Linked DNA regions of Mus musculus: all the other regions are linked to region 3. A link is a contact called in public ChIA-PET and HiChIP or PLAC-seq data. All regions are on one chromosome and are shown on one strand. The core of a region is the stretch at or near the end of the contact, and the rest is flanking DNA. Distances in the headings are between cores, read along the strand shown.

Region 1 (2,776 bases), core at 153-2,652, 150 kb before region 3:
ACTCCAGTTCTCTCCTGCCACCTTGTGGGATCTAGAGATCTAACTCAGGTCTAGCAGCAGTCAACTGCTTTTATCCACTGAACCAGTTCAGACCTTTATCATTCTCATTATCATGGTTGGCCTTGAGTTTGCTGTCTAGCCAAGGACTCCTAACTCTCCTGCCTCAACCTCCCCAGGGCTGGAATGACAGGCACGCCACACATGCCTTGTTTATGTGGTGCCGAGGTGGAACCAGGGTCTTCTGCGTGATAGGAGAGAGTGCTCACTAACCACCTACATTTATTCATTTTACTTTATTATTTTATGTGTGGGTGTTTTGACTGCATGCATGCCTGGTGCCTGGAGAGATCAAAAGAGCCATCAGAGACCCATGAATTGGAGTTTTAGAAGGTTATGGGATGCTGGGAATTGAATTCCCATTCTTTTGAAAGAGGAACCAATGCTCTGCTGAGCCATTTTAAAAAAATGTTACCTTTGGGAGGCAGAGGCAGGTGAATTTCTGAGTTCAAGGCCAGCCTGGTTTACAGAGTGAGTTCCAGGACAGCCAGGACTATACAGAGAAACCCTGTCTCGAAAAACCAAAAAAGAAAAAAAAAAAAAAGTTACTTAACAACATCATTACCAACAACAATAATAATTTTGGCTTTTTGAGAGGAAGAACTTGTCCTCGTACACATCCTCCTGCTTCTCTGGGGTGCTAGTCTGACAGGTGTGTAAACAATTCACCCCGATACTTTTACATTTCATAGTCAGTAATGGCTTTAGACCTATTAATTGGAAGAATGCAGGACTGATTGCTAATATGTAAATAGAACGTAAAAGTTCAACATTGGATTGGACTAATTCAAGACTGTGGTTCAAAACGAATCAAAAATCTCAAAAACGGAAGACAGGTTCATCAATGAGTTAAAAACACTTGCCGAAACCCGGGATCGAACCAGGGACCTTTAGATCTTCAGTCTAACGCTCTCCCAACTGAGCTATTTCGGCGACGCGCTGTTTGTCGGTAACACCCTCCCTCCGCCCCGTGCCATTGCTTTAGCGCGCAAGCGCACTTCACAATTTGTCTGTCAAACCTTGTAGGGTTATACTATAAGCAGCTGACTAATGTCGTCTCTGTGGCGCAATCGGTTAGCGCGTTCGGCTGTTAACCGAAAGGTTGGTGGTTCGAGCCCACCCAGGGACGACCACAGCGACTTTTTCATTCCCTAATACTGAATAAAGTGGAAGTTCTTTATTTTGTCGCTGTTTCCTGTTTGTCACAGGACGACCGTGGCGCACTCTGCGCGGACGCGACCACAGGTATAAAGCGGGTCAGAACCACTCGGCTTGTGGTGCGGGTTTCCGCTGGTGTCTATTTGGGCGTTGGACTAGAACCGGAACTCTTTGGAGGACGGACCGCAGAGGTTGTCTGAAGGCCGAGGCCAAGATGGCGGCGCTGGCGGGTGAGTGAAGCCCTTGCGGTCGGGAGAGTGGCGTAGTCCTGGGCTCCGAGCTGGCGCTGCGGGGACCTTGGAGCCCAAGCCTAGTGTTGAGAGGCGTTGGGACCGTAGAGACCTATAGGTCAGATCCCAGCCCTCGGTAATGTCGGTGTCTAGCATTAGGCCGAAGCATGTTTGAATTCACGTTACACAGTTCTGCATGGTCTACATAGCAAGTTGCAGGCCTCCTGCTATCGTCCCTGATTATAGTCGGGAACGCTGAGGCCTGTGTATCTTCCAACCTCAGGAAGCTGACTGCAGAAACCCGGCTGATGTCCCCGAAGCACAGAGTGGGACAGGGGAGAGGCCCAGGACACTTAGGCCACCCACCCGGTGGCTCTTTCCATCTCATCCCCAACCTGGACAGCTAGCAAGGGCCTCTAGAGCAGATGTCTTAGTTTCCCTGCCAAAGCTTTGGTGTCTTTCTCTTTATGTACAGGGATTAAACACCTGTGCAGTTTGGTAGACGTGAGCGACAGTTGCTAAGTGGAACCTCCCATCGCCTAGCAGGTTGCAGTGTTAACATAAGGAGTGGGAGAACTCAGGAAGTCGGGTCTAACTCCTTCTGTGTTTTGTTGTTGCTTTGAGACAGTGTCTGATGGGTCCTAGCTCAAACTCTATACTGTGGGTGATCTTGAAGGCTTCATCCGAATGCCTTCACTGCTAATGCTGGGATGGCAGGTGTGCACAGTCAAGCCCATTTATACAGCACCAGGGATGGAACTAAGAGCTTGGTGCATGCCAGGCAGGGACTCTGCCAACACAACTCCAGCCCCAAATGCCTGCTTTGGAGACAGGATCTCATGTATAAGAGGCTGACTTTGAACTCCTGATCCTCCAGGCTCTGACCCCAAATACTAGGATGACAGACTTACTACTATACCCAACATTATTTTTTCTTTTAAAGATAGGGTCTTCCTGTGTGGCCTAGAGTCATATCAAACTCATGTTCCTGCTACAGTCTCTCATTGCTGGGGTTACAGACCCCACCACTGTACCCAGCCCAGCTGTGATGTAGCCCCCTTGAAGAGTGGAGGGCTTGGTGATTCGTGGTGTTGACTGCTGGCGCCTGAATTCACTCAGGCTCAGCTGTGATCTTGCTGGTGACAGTTAATAGACCTTACTGTGGTCCTATTTGAAGGAGAAACTAACACCTTAGAGACAACAAGGAGGATGTTTGCTGTAAGGCATTGTACTGTACAGCTGTGATCCCATCCCTTGGGACGCTGAGGCAGGATGAGCCTAGCCTGGGCTATACTGGATCCCTGCTTCAAAAGAAGGGCACTAAGATTTCT
Region 2 (2,838 bases), core at 74-2,573, 170 kb before region 3:
CTTGGTGGTGACAATGTGACAATCCTCACTTCAAGAGAATTACCTGAGAATCAGTGGCCTAGAACACACACACACTGCCCACTTTGGCCAGTGCTGTCAGGAGACCCTAGTACTGCCATCTAAGCTTCTGGGCCTGGGATTCCTGACCCCATGTCACTTGTGGCACAAGCCACCATCCTAATGACACCCAGGGTGCAGGCCCGTCATCTCACCTCTGTGGCCAACAACAACACTTGTTCTCCATCTGTAATAAGCACAGTAGAAAAACACTTAGGTTGGAGAGATGGCTCTTCCAGAGGATGGAGGTTCAAATCCCAGCACCCACGTGGCCCCTCACAACTTCCTGTAGTACTCCAAGATCTGATGGCTTCACACAGACATGCATGCAGGCAAACGCCAATGCGCATGAAATGGGAATAAGTAAACCATTTTAAAAAGGAAAAACAGTCATGAGAGACCAGGTCAGTGACATTGCTCAGGTGAGCAGCCTAACTGCCTTAGTTAAGAATTTGAGTGTGAACCTCACCTGCAGTGGTGGCACACGCCTTTAATCCCAGCATTTGGCAGGCAGAGGCAGGTAGAGTTTGAGGCCAGCCTGGTCTCTACAAAGTGAGTACCAGGACAGCCACAGCTATACAGAAAGATCCTGTCTCAAAAAAACAAAAACAAAAACATTTGTCGGCAGCCAAACTGGAAACTTCCAGTTCTAGAAAAGTCCATGGATACAGGTCCTGGATGCAGCCCCCCTCCCTCCCAGTCGCTGACTATGCTTGGGGACCTAGGTATGAGGCCATCTCACATTCTATTTTCCACTTCAGGACTTGGGCATCCTCACTGGATGGCTTTTTTTTTTTCCCACATAGGTGGGATAACTTCCTTCTGGGGTGGGAATCGGGTTACTTCGGAAGCTGGAAGGTACTAGAAGTCTGTGAGGAGCTCGTGAGGCCTTCGCCTTCCCAACCCCCCTCTGTCTTCGCATAGCTGCTCGCAGGCGGAAATCTGTCTGGAAAAAGGGCCCACTTTCCGTCTCAGGAACCATTGCAGGATGTAGGAAAACTGGGGCGTGGACTACGGGCTGAGGCGTGGTCTAGGGAGGCCGCCGCCGTCTGTGGGAGGGGCCATGATGTGAGCTCCATCTTCTTATTGGCCAGCAGCGGGGGGTGGGACTTGGAGCGGGCCTCCCGGTCTACCCTGCCTCGGGCCCAGGGGGAGCCCTCGCCGCGCACTCCACAAGTTGGGCAGGAGGGAAGGCGGTGGAGGGCGTGACCGATGGGCTGAGGCGTGGCCCGCAGGAGGTGGCGCGCTCTTGGGGGGCGGGGTCGAGGCGCAGGTACGCAGTTCCCATTGGGCGGCGGCGCGGGCGGGACTCGGCGCCGCTGTGAGGCAGGCCCCGCCCCTAGCCCGCGGGGATCTGCGCGGCGGCGGAGGCGGTGAGCGCGCGGGCTTGCGGCGGCGGTTGGCGGGCGGGCTTCCGCCGTTGGGACCGCCGCGGCCTGGTCGCTCAGGCTCGGACGCCGCGTCAGGCGGGCTGGGTGGGTGAGCCCGCTGCGGCCTGGGGAGGGCCGGGCGGGGTGCAGGCGGAGAGCCTGGGGAAGGGCGGCGGCTGGGCTGGACCAGCTGGGCCGCGTCCGGTTCTGCGCAGGGCCCACGTGCGGCCGAGGCCCCTGGGGGGCTGAGAACCTCGTTTCCTGGTGCAAACCCTGTGTTTCTGACCTAAGTCCCCTTCTCTGCAGCCTGAGCCCCATCCCTGCCGAGAGCCTCGTATTTCCGGCCTGATCCCTATCTTCTGCAGCCTGAACCCCGTATTTCCGGCCTTATATCTCTCTTCTGCAACCTGAGCCCCGAGTTTCCTACCTTATACCCCTTTTTTGCAGCCTGAACCCGTGTCCTTGCTAAGACCCCGAGTTTCCTGCTGGAGGCCCCTTATTGACCGGATACCTCGACCTCTGCAGTATCAACCCAACATTACACACATACACACACACACCCCGTGCCGCCTGAATCGTGAATTTACTGCTTGGTACCCTGTCTCAGCAGCCTGAATTTATGTCCTTGCTGAAAATTCTGGATTTCTTGCCTTATTTCTTCCCTTTGACCCCCTCTCTGCAGTCTAAGCCCCCAATTTGCTGCTCGAACCTTATCCCTGTTGTGAACTCTGAGTTTCATGTCAGAATCGCAGTCTCCGCGCCCAAACTCCCTCTAGCCTGACCTCCCATTCATTGCTGTAAACCCTATATTTCCTGCTGAACTCAAGTTTCTGCAGCTTGAATCTCAGTTCCTCTGTGAACCCCATCTTTGTTTCCCTACTGCAAACCCCACCTCTTTTACCTGACTCCTACCTGAACCTCTTTCTTTGCTATGGACATATTTGCTGCCCAAACCCCAGTCCTTGTTACCTGAGCCTCATCTTTTGTTGTCTGAGTTCCCATAACGCTGCAGAGCCCTTGTTATCTCCTGAAACCCCACCCTGCTTTAATGAACTCCCATCCTTGCTGGGAACCCTGTTCCCCCAACTCTGCTGCCTGTAATCCCTCTGGAAAACCTTTCCTGCTTCTACGATCCCTTCTACTACATAAACCCTTGTTTCTGCTGGTAGTTCCCTTGTTCCTGCCGTCCTTCCTGCTGCTTTGGTCCCCCTTCCCCCATCTTTCCATTTCTGTTCACAGCCCTGGCTGCTTCTGCCAGAACCCTGCATCTGTCCCTGTCCTTCCAGGGAATGGGGTATGTGGAGTGTGGTGTGTGCTGCAGCCACCCTTCAGGCCCGAGGCAGGGAGGGCTTGTGAGCTTTGCTGCTGCAGCATAGTTTGCGTGCAACCTTAAAGAGGGGATCTGTTAAAT
Region 3 (3,044 bases), core at 76-2,575:
ATTATTCAGATAGACAGCTTTCACTGCCCTGATTAAAAGGTTGCAAATATGGTCTATGTAGACGCTGCCTCAAAAAAAAAAAAAAAAAAAAAAAAAAAAGGCTGGAGAGTTGGCTAAGAGGTCATGAGTTCAATTGCTAGCAACCACATGGTGGCTCACAACCTTCTATTGGGTGATCTGATGCTCTCTCTTCAAGCAGGCAGAGCACTCATGCATTAAATAAATAAAAAATTTAAAATATTTTTTAAAGAGCAGACTTATTCATAAAAAAGTCTTGCACACAAAAACCACATTCACATTAGTCAGAAGCCACTGTGATGTTACATTTGGGGCCACCGCTCAAGAAGAGCAAGGGCTTTGGAAACGCCATAAAAATGGGGGACATTTTGCTGAACAAGAAGCCAAACCCAAATTTATGCAGGTGAGGGGATCAGGCCACCTGGGGCAGTTCCCTTGCTTCCCGAAACCATGATAAAGTCCCCGCGAGGGTCAAAGGGTCAGCCCATCCCCCTCCCACCCCCGCTTCCCAGCGGCGTCTGGCCAAGGCCCGGGCGCCCCTCGCACGGCGCGCACGGTCCCCGATTCCTTGGAGGACAAAAGCCCGCGCCACAGGCGGGCTAAAAGCCACGAGGCTGAAGCCTTGGCTGCAGGCGTGGCGCACGCGCACTCACAGCAGCGCTGGGTGGCGCGGATCAGCAAAAGGCAAGGCACTGGGTTCAACGCATGCGCGCTGAGGCGAGCCATGGCCGGCGCGTGCGCACTGACCACAGCTGGCACGTAGGACGCACGCTCGGACGCACGCTCGGACGCACGTCGCCCGGCCCAGACCGCGGCCCGCAGTCGGGGCGCCCAGGCCGCCGCAGAGGCCGCTGGGAGGCGCCCGTTGGGGCCCTGCGCGGCCGGCGCGCTCATTCACCTATAGTAAAAGACATCCCTGTGGCCGGCCGACAGCCCCGACCTCCTGGGCACTTCTTCCCTTTCCCAGCCCTGCGGGAGCGCCGGGCACTCCCACCTCTTCCGCTCCATTGCGCCCCGGCTTTTCCGCCCGCCGTGGCCGATGCCGCCGCCGCCGCCGCTTCTGCAAGTTGCGACCCCCGGGCTCGTCGCCGATTCGGCTCCCTCCGCCGCCGCCACTCGCCGCAGCTGTTCTGTCCCACGGGCCTCCGCCCTCCGCCCCCAGCCGGGCGCGCGCCGGCTTCGCCACCCGCTCGGCCCCCTCCCCGCGCTTCACAGCCCCCGCTAGGGGGGCCGCTCCGCCCACCCGCCCGCGCGTGGGGCTCGTCTGCGCAGGCGTGGAGTCGGCCCCGCCCCTTCGCGCTCGCAGGACCAGTCTGACTGCCGTCCAGACTCTCTGCGCAGCCGCGGCCCCGACCCAGCCTTCGCTTGCCTTCAAGACCCGCCCCAAGGCTGTGAAGCCAATCAGATCACTTCAGCTCCTCGGCTTAAAATGCACAGTTGGCTACGTCCCGCCTTGCGGGAGACGCCCACAGGGCATGGAGACCAATCAGCGCTCAGAACCTCGTTCTGTGCTTAACTTCTCATATAAATCTGCTCTGAGACAAGGACAGCCAATCAGCGTGGCCGGGGTGGGACAACCATTGCGTTTGCGCTCTAGACTCCGGAAGCACAGTGTGTGCTGCACCTGGTCTGTACCAAGCTGGAGCAGTTTCGCCCGAGCTGCCGTCCTGGTCCTGGGGTCGCGCTGGGCTGCACCTGCGCAGTGTGCGTTTGTCAGGGACCCGCCTGGGCTTTGTGAAAAAGATCGAGTACAACTCGGGGCCTTCGACGCAGTCCTGCTTCCCTCTGCGTTTCGTTCTGGCCTCTCGGCTGTTCCAGCCCCAGCCTCTATTGCGTTACTGCGAGGACAGAAATGCACCACCACTCCCGGCTTCACCAAGAACTATTTAAGAAGTTTGTTCTTTGCAGCAGTACTGAAAATAGAAAGCAGAACCTTACACGTGGTAGACTTTCTGCCGTTAGGCTGCACCCCAGCCTGAGTTTGATGGCTCACGAACCTATTTAGAACATTCCTGGCCAGCCTGGGCCACACAGCAATACCCTAAAATCAGGCCAGGAATAGTGGCACGTGCTTGCCATCTCAGCACTGGGATAGTGGAGGAAGGAGGATCAAGCACTTCAAGACCAGCTTGGAGTTTACTAGATCCAGCATCAGAAGGAAGAACAAAACCAAAAACTGGTTTCTAAGTTAGTGAATGGAGTCACTCGCACTATCGCCCCTTGTCTACCGCAGCCCTGAGGACAGGGAGCTGGGGGGTCACTTACTCCTGCTTGGTACTGTCGGCTGCTTTGCCACTCAGGCCCAGCCAGACTTACCCAGGGAACATGCCTGAAGGCCAACTACCTTCTCACCCAGGCTTCCATTATACAGTACCTGGAAGACCTCTCTTTGAAAGGGGACCCTCCCTGACAAGGAGAGCTGCCAAGGGATCATGAGGTGAAATCACAACACATTTAAAGATCTTTGTCTTGCCTGCAATTTTTGGAGCTCAGGAACTGTATTTTATGAGCTAGGATTTGGGTCCCCAGATCAGGAGGAGAGATCAGATCACAGTGAAGAAGGTCAGGGGGACATGGAGGCTGGGATTAGTGTTTTGTATTTTTGAGTCAGAGTCTGACTTTGTAGCTTTCCCTGGCCTTGAACTCCGAGATCCTTCTGCCCCCTGCTTCCCAGGTGCTGGGATTAAGCCAGGCTTGGTGTCTGACAGATTTTTGCATGTGAGAATGGCAGCAGAAAATTGACACTGGGGTTCTCAATTCTCTATTTTTGAATTTTAAAAATCTGTGCCTCTTACCATCCAGAACCATCTAACTTCCCCAGACTGGGTCTCTCAGCTTGTAGCTTACTGCTTTATCTGGGCTGGCAGGAAGGGAGGTCTCAGACATGCAGCCTCCGGGCAAGGAAGTTCAGGCTCTCACGCGTGTTTGCCAAGCTGGTTACTCAACTGTCTTTCTCCTTCCATCTTTTTTATTCTTAAACCAATAAGGGGTTTTAAGTGGCCCAGGATGTCCTGAACCTTGCTATG

What was found. ChIA-PET counts read pairs in DNA pulled down with a chosen protein or histone mark. HiChIP or PLAC-seq counts read pairs in DNA pulled down with a chosen protein or histone mark.
Region 1: an RNA polymerase II ChIA-PET map of memory CD8 T cells shows a contact between it and region 3, with 2,281 read pairs. The contact joins the promoter of Ndufs7 here to the promoter of Mbd3 in region 3. A contact is called at or near these places in 11 of 39 promoter capture datasets (the 3T3-L1 cell line, 3T3-L1-derived adipocytes, embryonic stem cells and 5 more), 6 of 115 datasets of contacts at active chromatin or transcription factors (the SCID.adh cell line, embryonic stem cells, memory CD8 T cells and 1 more) and 4 of 9 other capture datasets (adipose tissue, embryonic stem cells, liver and 1 more).
Region 2: an H3K27ac HiChIP or PLAC-seq map of embryonic stem cells shows a contact between it and region 3, with 6 read pairs. The contact joins the promoter of Pwwp3a here to the promoter of Mbd3 in region 3. A contact is called at or near these places in 6 of 39 promoter capture datasets (the C10 cell line, cranial neural crest, fetal liver and 3 more), 2 of 484 Hi-C or Micro-C datasets (forebrain and regulatory T cells), 6 of 115 datasets of contacts at active chromatin or transcription factors (the SCID.adh cell line, effector CD8 T cells, embryonic stem cells and 2 more) and 2 of 9 other capture datasets (adipose tissue and liver).

The regions. Positions count from the first base shown.
Region 1 is chr10:80,248,047-80,250,822 of GRCm38.p6, forward strand. Ndufs7 (NADH:ubiquinone oxidoreductase core subunit S7) reads left to right here and starts at 1,403. Exons shown (of 8, transcript NM_029272.4): 1 at 1,403-1,445. The coding sequence starts at 1,430. n-TFgaa3 (a tRNA gene) reads right to left here and starts at 990; the gene lies at 918-990. n-TNgtt7 (a tRNA gene) reads left to right here and starts at 1,113; the gene lies at 1,113-1,186.
Region 2 is chr10:80,225,275-80,228,112 of GRCm38.p6, forward strand. Pwwp3a (PWWP domain containing 3A, DNA repair factor) reads left to right here and starts at 1,324. Exons shown (of 14, transcript NM_023431.5): 1 at 1,324-1,430.
Region 3 is chr10:80,398,206-80,401,249 of GRCm38.p6, forward strand. It overlaps Mbd3 (methyl-CpG binding domain protein 3), which reads right to left and starts at 1,326. Exons shown (of 7, transcript NM_001306143.1): 1 at 1,013-1,326. The coding sequence starts at 1,026.